Regions from separate parts of the Callithrix jacchus genome. Here regions 1 and 2 are each linked to region 3. A link is a contact called in public Hi-C data. All regions are on one chromosome and are shown on one strand. Each heading gives the region's core, a stretch centred on a gene start, on an enhancer-like site or on the middle of the called end of the contact. The rest is flanking DNA. Distances are from core to core; before and after follow the strand shown. Region 1 overlaps TTC7B (tetratricopeptide repeat domain 7B). Region 2 overlaps TTC7B (tetratricopeptide repeat domain 7B). Region 3 overlaps NRDE2 (NRDE-2, necessary for RNA interference, domain containing).

Region 1 (2,729 bases), core at 88-2,587, 390 kb after region 3:
GGAATATGAGCAAGCCACTGTGCGCAACGTGGGCAAAGAGAGGAACACGAAGATGAAAGGTACAACAGAACAGGAACTCTACCAAGCAATCACTCTGCATCTTTGAGAACATAAATTATCAAAACCCAGGAAATGCCTCAAACCAACCCTCTCCAAACCCCACACTGACAAAAAGAAGCAAAGGGTCAGAGGCCCCTTCTGAGAGTGAGTGTGTGACAGCTGGAACCCAAGCTTCCTGAGTGTGAGCAGAGCCCATCTCATCTCACTGCCACTCACACCCCACAGGGACACATTTGGTGGCACATCTCATTAAGGGACAAATAATTCTTCTGTAACATCCTGGTCAATATTTTGAAGCCCCACTTGTCCTCTCCGAAAGCTGCATCCAGCCTGTTCAGCTGGGAACGCCCCCCAGCCAGTCCCTCTACCTTAAGTGCTGCCACCACCTATGACATAACTAGGGGATATTTATAACCTGCTCATCAGAACATATCTCGTCTTTCCAAAAGGCCACAGCGCGGGTCAGCCAGTGCAAACGTGTCAGCTAGCCTCTGCAGGCTGTGGCAGATGCTCAAGGTATTTGGCTCTCTTCTTGGATGACATTCTGAATCACGCGAAGGTATTCAATCAAGCCGAATGTGGGTTCTGTAAGTTGCAGGCCCTCGTGAGGGCTATTAATTCACATCTTATACCTGCATGACATCCCAGGGCTCTCATTCACAAGAATGGCCCCAGAACTGTAAGATTCTGGCTTATTGGCATAGGCACATAAATACTCCCATAGTCCTCTCACCCACACATATCAGATGATATCAGATCAGAAGCTTGATGGTGGCATAAAATGAAAAGCTGCGCTCCGGACGCCAAGCAGCACTAAAGGAAACCTAACAGAGACGTGAATACACCTGGGACATGCAATCTACTCTGCTTTTTCCTTCATTTGTTTTTATGGGATCCATGTTCACAGGCAACAAAGTACATTTGCTTTGGACTGAAGCTCAGTTCTCTTAAGTAACATGGAGGGAAGGAAACAGCTACAGTAAACAAGGGATGGAAATGGATATGGTAGTCTAACTTTGTCCCAGAATCACGGGTTAAACTCCTACTAGGTACAGAAGGAACGGTACTTGGAATTGTATGAAATAAGATGTGACTGAGGCAACAAAACTGGAGACCCTGGTTGTAGGGGCTGATTTACCAGGTAGAAATCAGGCCTCGAATAAGCAGTATCAAACCTAAATATTATAACCCAGGGACGCCTACAAATAGGAAGTGCCATTCAGAATGTTTCCAGTGTCCTAGGAAACAGAATCAGCTGCTTAGACAGTTACAGAGGCACAGAATTTTCCCGCTATAAATGATCCAACAGAATCTGGTCCATTATAATACAGAAGTAAAGGGCTCGCTCAAGGGAGAGTGAGCTGGGAGCTTCTGACCATTCTCTGCTACCTTCCTGAGTACACAGAAGCTCTAAAACAGAAGTGTAACTCCAGAGAAAGGAACAAAATACGAATCCAAGAGTTCAGGTCTACGTTTTGCATCATTAATATGCAAATTACTTCATGTATTTATAACATAAATTCTGTGTGCCCCAGTGATGGCAGCTAATGAGATACTCCCACTCATGACTGGTCCAAAACTGGAAAGAAAATCCACTGGTCCAGGTGAAGAAGTCCAGTGAATGCAGGTAAAAAGAGATCAATGACGGACAGAGAAATTCAATTCCCTGTTAAGGTGCAAGAGGGTTTCTGCCGCGCAGGACCGAGGCCCTCTGGTGGAGGAACAGAGGAAGTCTCCGGCCCTGAAGGAGGCCAGGCTGGATGAGGCAATACAGCCACTGGTGCGTATTCCCAATTAAGCCTTCGAAGCAAATACAAGTTTTTCTCAAACTGTTTTTAGTTTATTCCTGGAGAGAGTTTAGGATTCAGAAGCAAATTCTTCCTCAAGCTGGGAAGAATCCTGCTTGTAAGCAAAGAAGCCACAGTAACCACAGAGCGGAGAAAGCTGAAGCTATAGCCCACTGCAATGAATGTGGCACCCAGAAGGGTCCCCGCCCCACCACACATCAATCCAGCAGCAGAAAGAGGTGAAACAGGCACATCTTAAAGTGCCCAGAGGCAAAACACAATTCTCAGGAAATCCTATGTCATCCAAACATGTTTAAATCACATAATTTTATTGAACTAATCACTTCCACTGTTGCCATGAGAGCAGAAAAAGAAAAACGTTAAAGCACATGGATAATCAGAACAAAAGAAGGAAGTTAACTTGCAAGAATTCCATTCCAAATGCTGTGAGATAACCCAGTTTGAGAGCAGCAAACAAAACCCACATGATTGCCTTTATATCTCCAAACTGTTCGTTTATTCTTAAAATGTTGAGATCAATTAAAAAATCTAGAAGGAACTGTTGCCACCTCAAAATGAAGATAAGAGAGCCAAGGAATCTCCCAATCTCCCTGTTTTTGAGGGTTTCCACAGACCGTTGACATTAGGTCATTTATTCCATGTCAACACCCTTGCCTGAGACAGTGCAATGATGTCAGAATTCATTATGGTAAACTATTCTCAAAACAAATGTTCCTGCCAGCATTCGCGCAGCAGGCACTCTGGCAAGCTGTCAGAACTTGGGGTTCATCTCCTGCACTTTGCTGCACAAGCTTCCTGAGCTGGGTGCATTTCCTTCCACGTGGAATGGTTCCCAACAGCTCGGCTGGGACCAAGGAGGAA
Region 2 (2,759 bases), core at 33-2,532, 450 kb after region 3:
GAACCAATGAGGAGCTGATTAACACAAGCAACATTAAATATGAATATGGGTCAGTGGCAATAAAAGGGTTCTTACTCTTCTTACACTGTCTAAATATAAACAGGAAGCTTTAACCAGCAACCTGAGATGAGCAGCCACATGCAACACACCCATCTCGCCTCCCACCATGAGCAGAATCCAGAATGGGAAGAGGCTGAAGAGATTCTGGAGTCAGAAACAAACAGCTAGCAGAAGGCTTACATGGTGGATCTCCATCAGGCCCATGGTCCCACCACACCCTCTCACAACCCCTGCACCCACATTCTGGGTTTCCCATGCAGCCAAAAGAAAGCACCCTTGGAAAGCTCCCCTAACCACCCCATTCCCTCCACTCATGGGCTTTTCTATAAAACTACTTTTTTCACTGCACCTGAAAGTTTCCAGAAATGAAAAGCAGGCCTGACGCGGTGGCTCACACCTGTACTCCCAGCACTTTGGGAGGACAAGGTGGAAGGATCATTTGAGCCCAGGAGTTTGAGGCTGCAGGGAGCTGTAATGGCACTACTGCACTCCAGCCTGAGTGACAGAGCCGATTCTTAAGGAAAAAAGATGGAGTTCTATCTTCTCTCCTGTCCTCTCTTTGCAAATGAGGAGATTCAAGCACAGAGATGATTTGCCCAAGGTCACATGGGCAAATCCTGATCCAGTGAGCTTACTACCACAGCAGGTCTATAGCAGTGGCCGCACAGCTCCCAACAGACTGGAGACTTTCTGCCAGGGAAAAAGCAGAAAATGTCCGTGGTCACTCGTCTGTCCTTCAGCTCTAGGATGACACCTAGAAGATCATGGTCATTAGCAAATATCCAATTCATAAAGGCTGGGATTAGATCTCACTTTAAGACATGAATCTATCAAGAAACACTTCAGGAAAATCCTCCTTGGGCTTCTACAGTCCTTATTACCAAGGATTTTTGGTCCATGAAAAGCAGGATGTACTTCAATTCCTGCTAAAGCAGGATCCTTTCTTTGTGTAAATACCCCATGCATTGAAATGTTGAACGTTATTAAATGCTGTCACCTCCTAGGAGAGTCTCTATAGATGTGGTCCCAGAAAACAATAAAGGGGCACATAGGCGAAGGCTCAGCTGCTGCCTGGGAACAGCCAGGGCCTGTGAATTGTGAACGCCTCCCAGAGAGCTCGGCTGGGTGAGTTCCTAGGGAGGTTCTCTAATGCGAGGTTAATAAAGAGGGTTGGCAAGTTTGCCTTTCTTCTCCATCCCTGAACTCGGGTTGAATCGTGGAATTAACCCGAGTTCAGGGGCTGCAAAAGGTCAGCCGGCCCTGGGTGGGGGGCGGGGGGCCACTGTCCAGGAGGCCGCGGCAGGAACCAGTCCCGCCGTCCTGCGGCGACACCGGCAAGGGATGCAGGTCAGGGGCTCCAGGATGGCGGGGCGGGATGGGGCAAGCAGCGGGAGTGGAGGGGCGGGGCGAGAGCGCGAGGCGGGCGAGGCGGAAGAGGTGGGGGGGAGGGACGCGGTCTCAAAGCCGACCCGGCCGAGGACGCCCGTAACAGCTCTGCGCATGCGCGGCTGTGGAGCGCACCTCCGCTAGGACGCGGCTCACGCGACCCCTGGCGGCGGCTGCCGAGGCGCTGCGGGACGACCTTGGGCGGCAGTTAATAGCGAGTCCTGGCTGATGTGACCCCGACTTAGCTTTTAGAGGTCCCAAGACTCGTTCACAGGCCGCTAAACGCAAACTAAGGCACCTCCCAGCACACCAGGATGGACGTGCCCTCCTTCAGTCCGGACTTGGCAGAATCTGCACCTAGGAGCCCCTCCCCAAACGACCTGCCAGCCCCAGTCCGGGAAGCAGGCACCCCCACTCCCCCTCTCAAATGGGGGCTCCATTCCTGTCTCTAGCTCTAGGGTTGTGGTGAGGATAAAGGGAGCTGAGGGACAAGTGCTTAGAACAGTGTCTAGAAGGAATTACTTCAATGCTGTAATCATTACTAATAATTTATTACTACAATTCCAGAACCTGGCCCACAGTAGGCACTCAACAAAAGTGCATTCCTCTGGCTTGAGAGGCTGTGGTGGGCCCTGCAGGGCAGCTGCCTGTCTCTGCCTGGTTAGGGGTCAGGGCACCGCAGGGAGGCCCGGCCAGGCCGGCCCCAACTTCCTTCCTGCTCTTTGCCTCACTCCGACCCGCTCCAGAGAGCCATGCTCTGAGCCACACACGACTGTCCTCGGCAGAACAATCTGTGCTCTGCTCCCGCCCCCGAGAGAGTTCTGAGCTTTCCAAATATGGATGCTTTTTGCATTCCCAAAGCATCACGAACATTTGGGAGAAGAAAATGAACACCAGACATGGTTTGAAAACGGTGGAAGCCAAGGGATGGGTGGTGACGGAGCAAGCACCATCTCAGGAGTTTTAAAATATCGAATACGAGTCTGGCCTAGGTGATGTCTTACAAGCTCACTAGCTTTCTAGCAGTCTAGGCCCCAAAGAGATCCTGGAAGTAAGCAGCCAAACCAAACCCTAAGAATAAAACTACAGCGGCCAGCATGCATTGCAGAGGAGAAACCTGCATTCAGTAGGCCCAGAGAGCCACTGGCTGTCAGAGGAAATGAGCAGTGGAAGGCAGTCCCTTGAGAGCCAAACAGCTTGAAAGTCCACAAACTGAGATGAACCAGCCCGTCGGTGAGTGCAGGCAGAAGAGGCATTAGACAGATTACTTGTTTTCACATCAGGCCCAAATCAAAACCTATTTTCACCTGAAA
Region 3 (2,968 bases), core at 422-2,921:
TAAGTAGTATCATTCTTTAATCCAACTTTTTCTAGAGGTAGCATGATAAAAACGGTCTCTACTGGCAATTCATGAAACTCCCACCCAATGGAGACCTTGGCCGCTCAAGAAACACTTTTGAAATGTTCACCATAAATTCCGATATTCTATCTATCTTCCACTAGACATCTTTACAGAGTAGAAAACTGAGTTGTCTTTAGTGGAAAAAGGTAAAAGATATGTTTTCTTATTTGTACAGCTCTATAAACATTGTTTATGTCTTCACTTCATCTATCTCAAACACTGGCAATGCTCGCTTGTCATCTAAAAAATTAATCCTTCCCCATCCGGATCATTGCTGACACGGTGCCTATGTGTCATTTCATTTGAACTCTAGCAAAGATTGTGGGTACTTATTAGGTTCATTGGGGAAGTGATGCAAGACCCAAACTAGAATGTATAAGGGTGGAAGAGACCGTAAACCTTTATACAAGGTTTAAAATGGCATGACAACTGCTTCCCTGACTGGGGGAGCTAACCAGCACTGAAACAAAAGCAGAAAGAGAAGAGGGGAAGAGGGGAAGGAAGGAAAGGAGGAAGAGAGGGAGGGAGGGAAGACAGGGAGGGAGGCAGAGAGGGAGTCAGAGAGGCAGGGAGGCAGGCTCGAGGGTGAGTCCTCAGAAAGCCTTTATGTTGTGAAGGAGGGGGAAGCTTCATTTTACCTATCCACATCTCACTAGTTTCATTACAAAACTTTCCTTGGATAACTGGACTACTTCTGAGAAGTCCTCCTCAGCAGACTGATATAAAGGAGGATATGGTATTTTAAAAACACTACCACCACCTCTCATTACCCACACCTTCCCCGTCTCCCTCCAGAGAAGGAGACAGAGAGAAGAGAGACGAGGAGAGCAGAGCTGGGTACCTGTCCTTTGGTAGGCATCTCTTTCAGGCTGTCAGGTTTGAAGAAGGTGAAGTCCACCATGGCCTGGAACAATGAGATGGCCTTCTCAGAGTGGCCGGCCTGCCGCAGAAAGTGGCACTGCTGAAGAAAGAGTGCTGCGAACAGGAGGGCAGAGGGGAAGAAGCCTGGTTGCCACCCTTAAAGGGAAAGAACTAACTTCTCAAAAACAGGCAATTAACACACTTTTACCTGCAATCCCTGTTAATTTCCAAAGCTGCGACACATGCCCTGATTTAAAGTGACTCAAACAGTATTATAATCCAAGTATGTTCGTTCGAATTCTTGTGTGAAACCCTCACAGAACATAAATATTAACAATAAAAACTGTATATGGTACATAGAAATAAGTCGAGAGGTTGGTCTGAATGCTATCAAATAATCAGAGTTCATTATTACAAGAAAAACTATAGAAAAAGGATGGCGCAGCAAATTTTTATCAGAAAGCAAAGAGCTGTATTCAATTGATCACTAGATGGCATGAGTCACCAGCAACTTTCATCCCATGTTCAGAGTCGGCTGTAAACAAATCAAGATTCCACGTCTGAACACTGCAGTTCATCTTACTTGTGGTACAATTCCAGCTACTAAATCATACTCAGCTATTTGAGTAGATCACAAACAGTAACAAATTCAAGACTCTGTGTCAGTGGGATACATGCTTATCATTTTGGGAGCAATGCATTTCTATCTTTAGATGCCAACAGGAATTAACGTGCAGCAGCAGGGGTTGCGATCAAATCAATGCCCGCTCTGTGCCGGACACTGAGCTAGACTCGTCACAGATGATCTCCTTCACTGCACACCACGGTCCTGTAAAGCAGGTTTATAGTATAGTTGCTGACAGAGAAAACGGAGCTCAAAGAGGGCTTGCCCAAGGACACAGCAGAGCCAATGAAGGGCAAAGCCTTCAGGATTCAAGGTCAAGAGTGATTACCCTGGCTCTGCACAACATGCAGCCTCCGACATCTCACTACTGCCAAAATTTATACTCCAGGCTCCTTCAGGACACACCAAAAATGTTAACAGCACAGTAATACCCACGACTTCTATTTATGCAGTGGTTCTCAGTCAGGGCATCTCACGGACATTACTGCCCGCGACTCTATAATTGGGTGAGACGGGTACAAGCATCTCAACAGATAAGGCCATCAACTGCCAAAGCAGTTAAGAGACTGGCCTGTGTTTACGTGGTTAATAAGCAGAACTTTGTCCAATGATATTTTCTTAACTGTACTGGCTCTATTGCCCCCACCCGTCCTGCGAGCTGGGGGCAAATCTGTTATCAACAAGAGTCATAATACTTTTTAAAAAATATCAGTTCTATCAAACAATTTAGACTTTTTCCAGAATAAACCAAAAAGAGATTTTCATTTTCAAGTAAAGCCAAAAGAAAGTCTAACTCCTCCCACGTAACTGGATCTGGTTATCTCCTTACCAAACATGGCCTCTTCTGTGCCAGGCAACGCAGGGTGAGATAAGATGCTGCCGTCCTTAACAGCAGACAAAGTACTCAAGCATTTTCCATAAAGACTGTGAATTTTTGATATCGAAAAGGTACTAAACTGGCTCTGGCAAAACAAAAGGTATTTCTGCCACAGGGCTGTATTATTGGGATGTAAAAATATCAGTTTCTGCCACTCTTTGACCAGAGTGGAGGGCTCCCAGAACTCTGTGCAGAGCTTCAGCTTGGCCAGTTTCAGATCCACACTGCTCTGGTTGCTCTCAATGGCCCGCTCCAGGATGGCCAGCTTCTTCTCCAGAATGAGCTTCAGGGACCGCTTTCGCTTTTCCTGCTCTCCTTCCTCGATGGCATACAGCCCAGGACTTTTCATGACCTCGTCCTCAACAACAAAAACACCAATTTACAAATGCGAATGGACCTGAGGGATCCTGAGAGTTTCAACAATGCTTAGCCACTTTCTTACCACCCCCTGGGGAAATGTCATTCAAGTTTTCTTCAACCACTGGTTTGCCACAATTTCTTTTAAAGAAAACTTGGATCCTAAGGTGCTTGTGTCACCTGGT

The links. Hi-C and Micro-C count contacts between places; a contact is called where the count stands out from the background.
Region 1: a contact with region 3 is called in a Hi-C map of skeletal muscle, with 6 times the contacts expected there. The contact joins two enhancer-like sites. A contact is called at or near these places in 2 of 3 Hi-C or Micro-C datasets (induced pluripotent stem cells and skeletal muscle).
Region 2: a contact with region 3 is called in a Hi-C map of skeletal muscle, with 4 times the contacts expected there. The contact joins two enhancer-like sites. A contact is called at or near these places in 2 of 3 Hi-C or Micro-C datasets (both in skeletal muscle).

What each region holds. Positions count from the first base shown.
Region 1 is chr8:125,556,709-125,559,437 of calJac240_pri, forward strand. All of the region lies in intron 6 of TTC7B (tetratricopeptide repeat domain 7B), which reads right to left. Among named protein-coding and RNA genes, the nearest start is that of TTC7B, 120 kb to the right of the region's middle. Within about 2 kb of position 1,338, at least 6 of the 16 cell types and tissues checked have an H3K27ac peak or open chromatin away from gene starts, as enhancers often do. A contact at or near this core is called in skeletal muscle, where this site is marked.
Region 2 is chr8:125,614,934-125,617,692 of calJac240_pri, forward strand. All of the region lies in intron 3 of TTC7B (tetratricopeptide repeat domain 7B), which reads right to left. Among named protein-coding and RNA genes, the nearest start is that of TTC7B, 60 kb to the right of the region's middle. Within about 2 kb of position 1,283, at least 14 of the 16 cell types and tissues checked have an H3K27ac peak or open chromatin away from gene starts, as enhancers often do. A contact at or near this core is called in skeletal muscle, where this site is marked.
Region 3 is chr8:125,164,025-125,166,992 of calJac240_pri, forward strand. NRDE2 (NRDE-2, necessary for RNA interference, domain containing) reads right to left here. Exons shown (of 14, transcript XR_013521466.1): 6 at 2,379-2,784; 7 at 905-1,080. Among named protein-coding and RNA genes, the nearest start is that of NRDE2, 28 kb to the right of the region's middle. Within about 2 kb of position 1,672, at least 4 of the 16 cell types and tissues checked have an H3K27ac peak or open chromatin away from gene starts, as enhancers often do. A contact at or near this core is called in skeletal muscle, where this site is marked.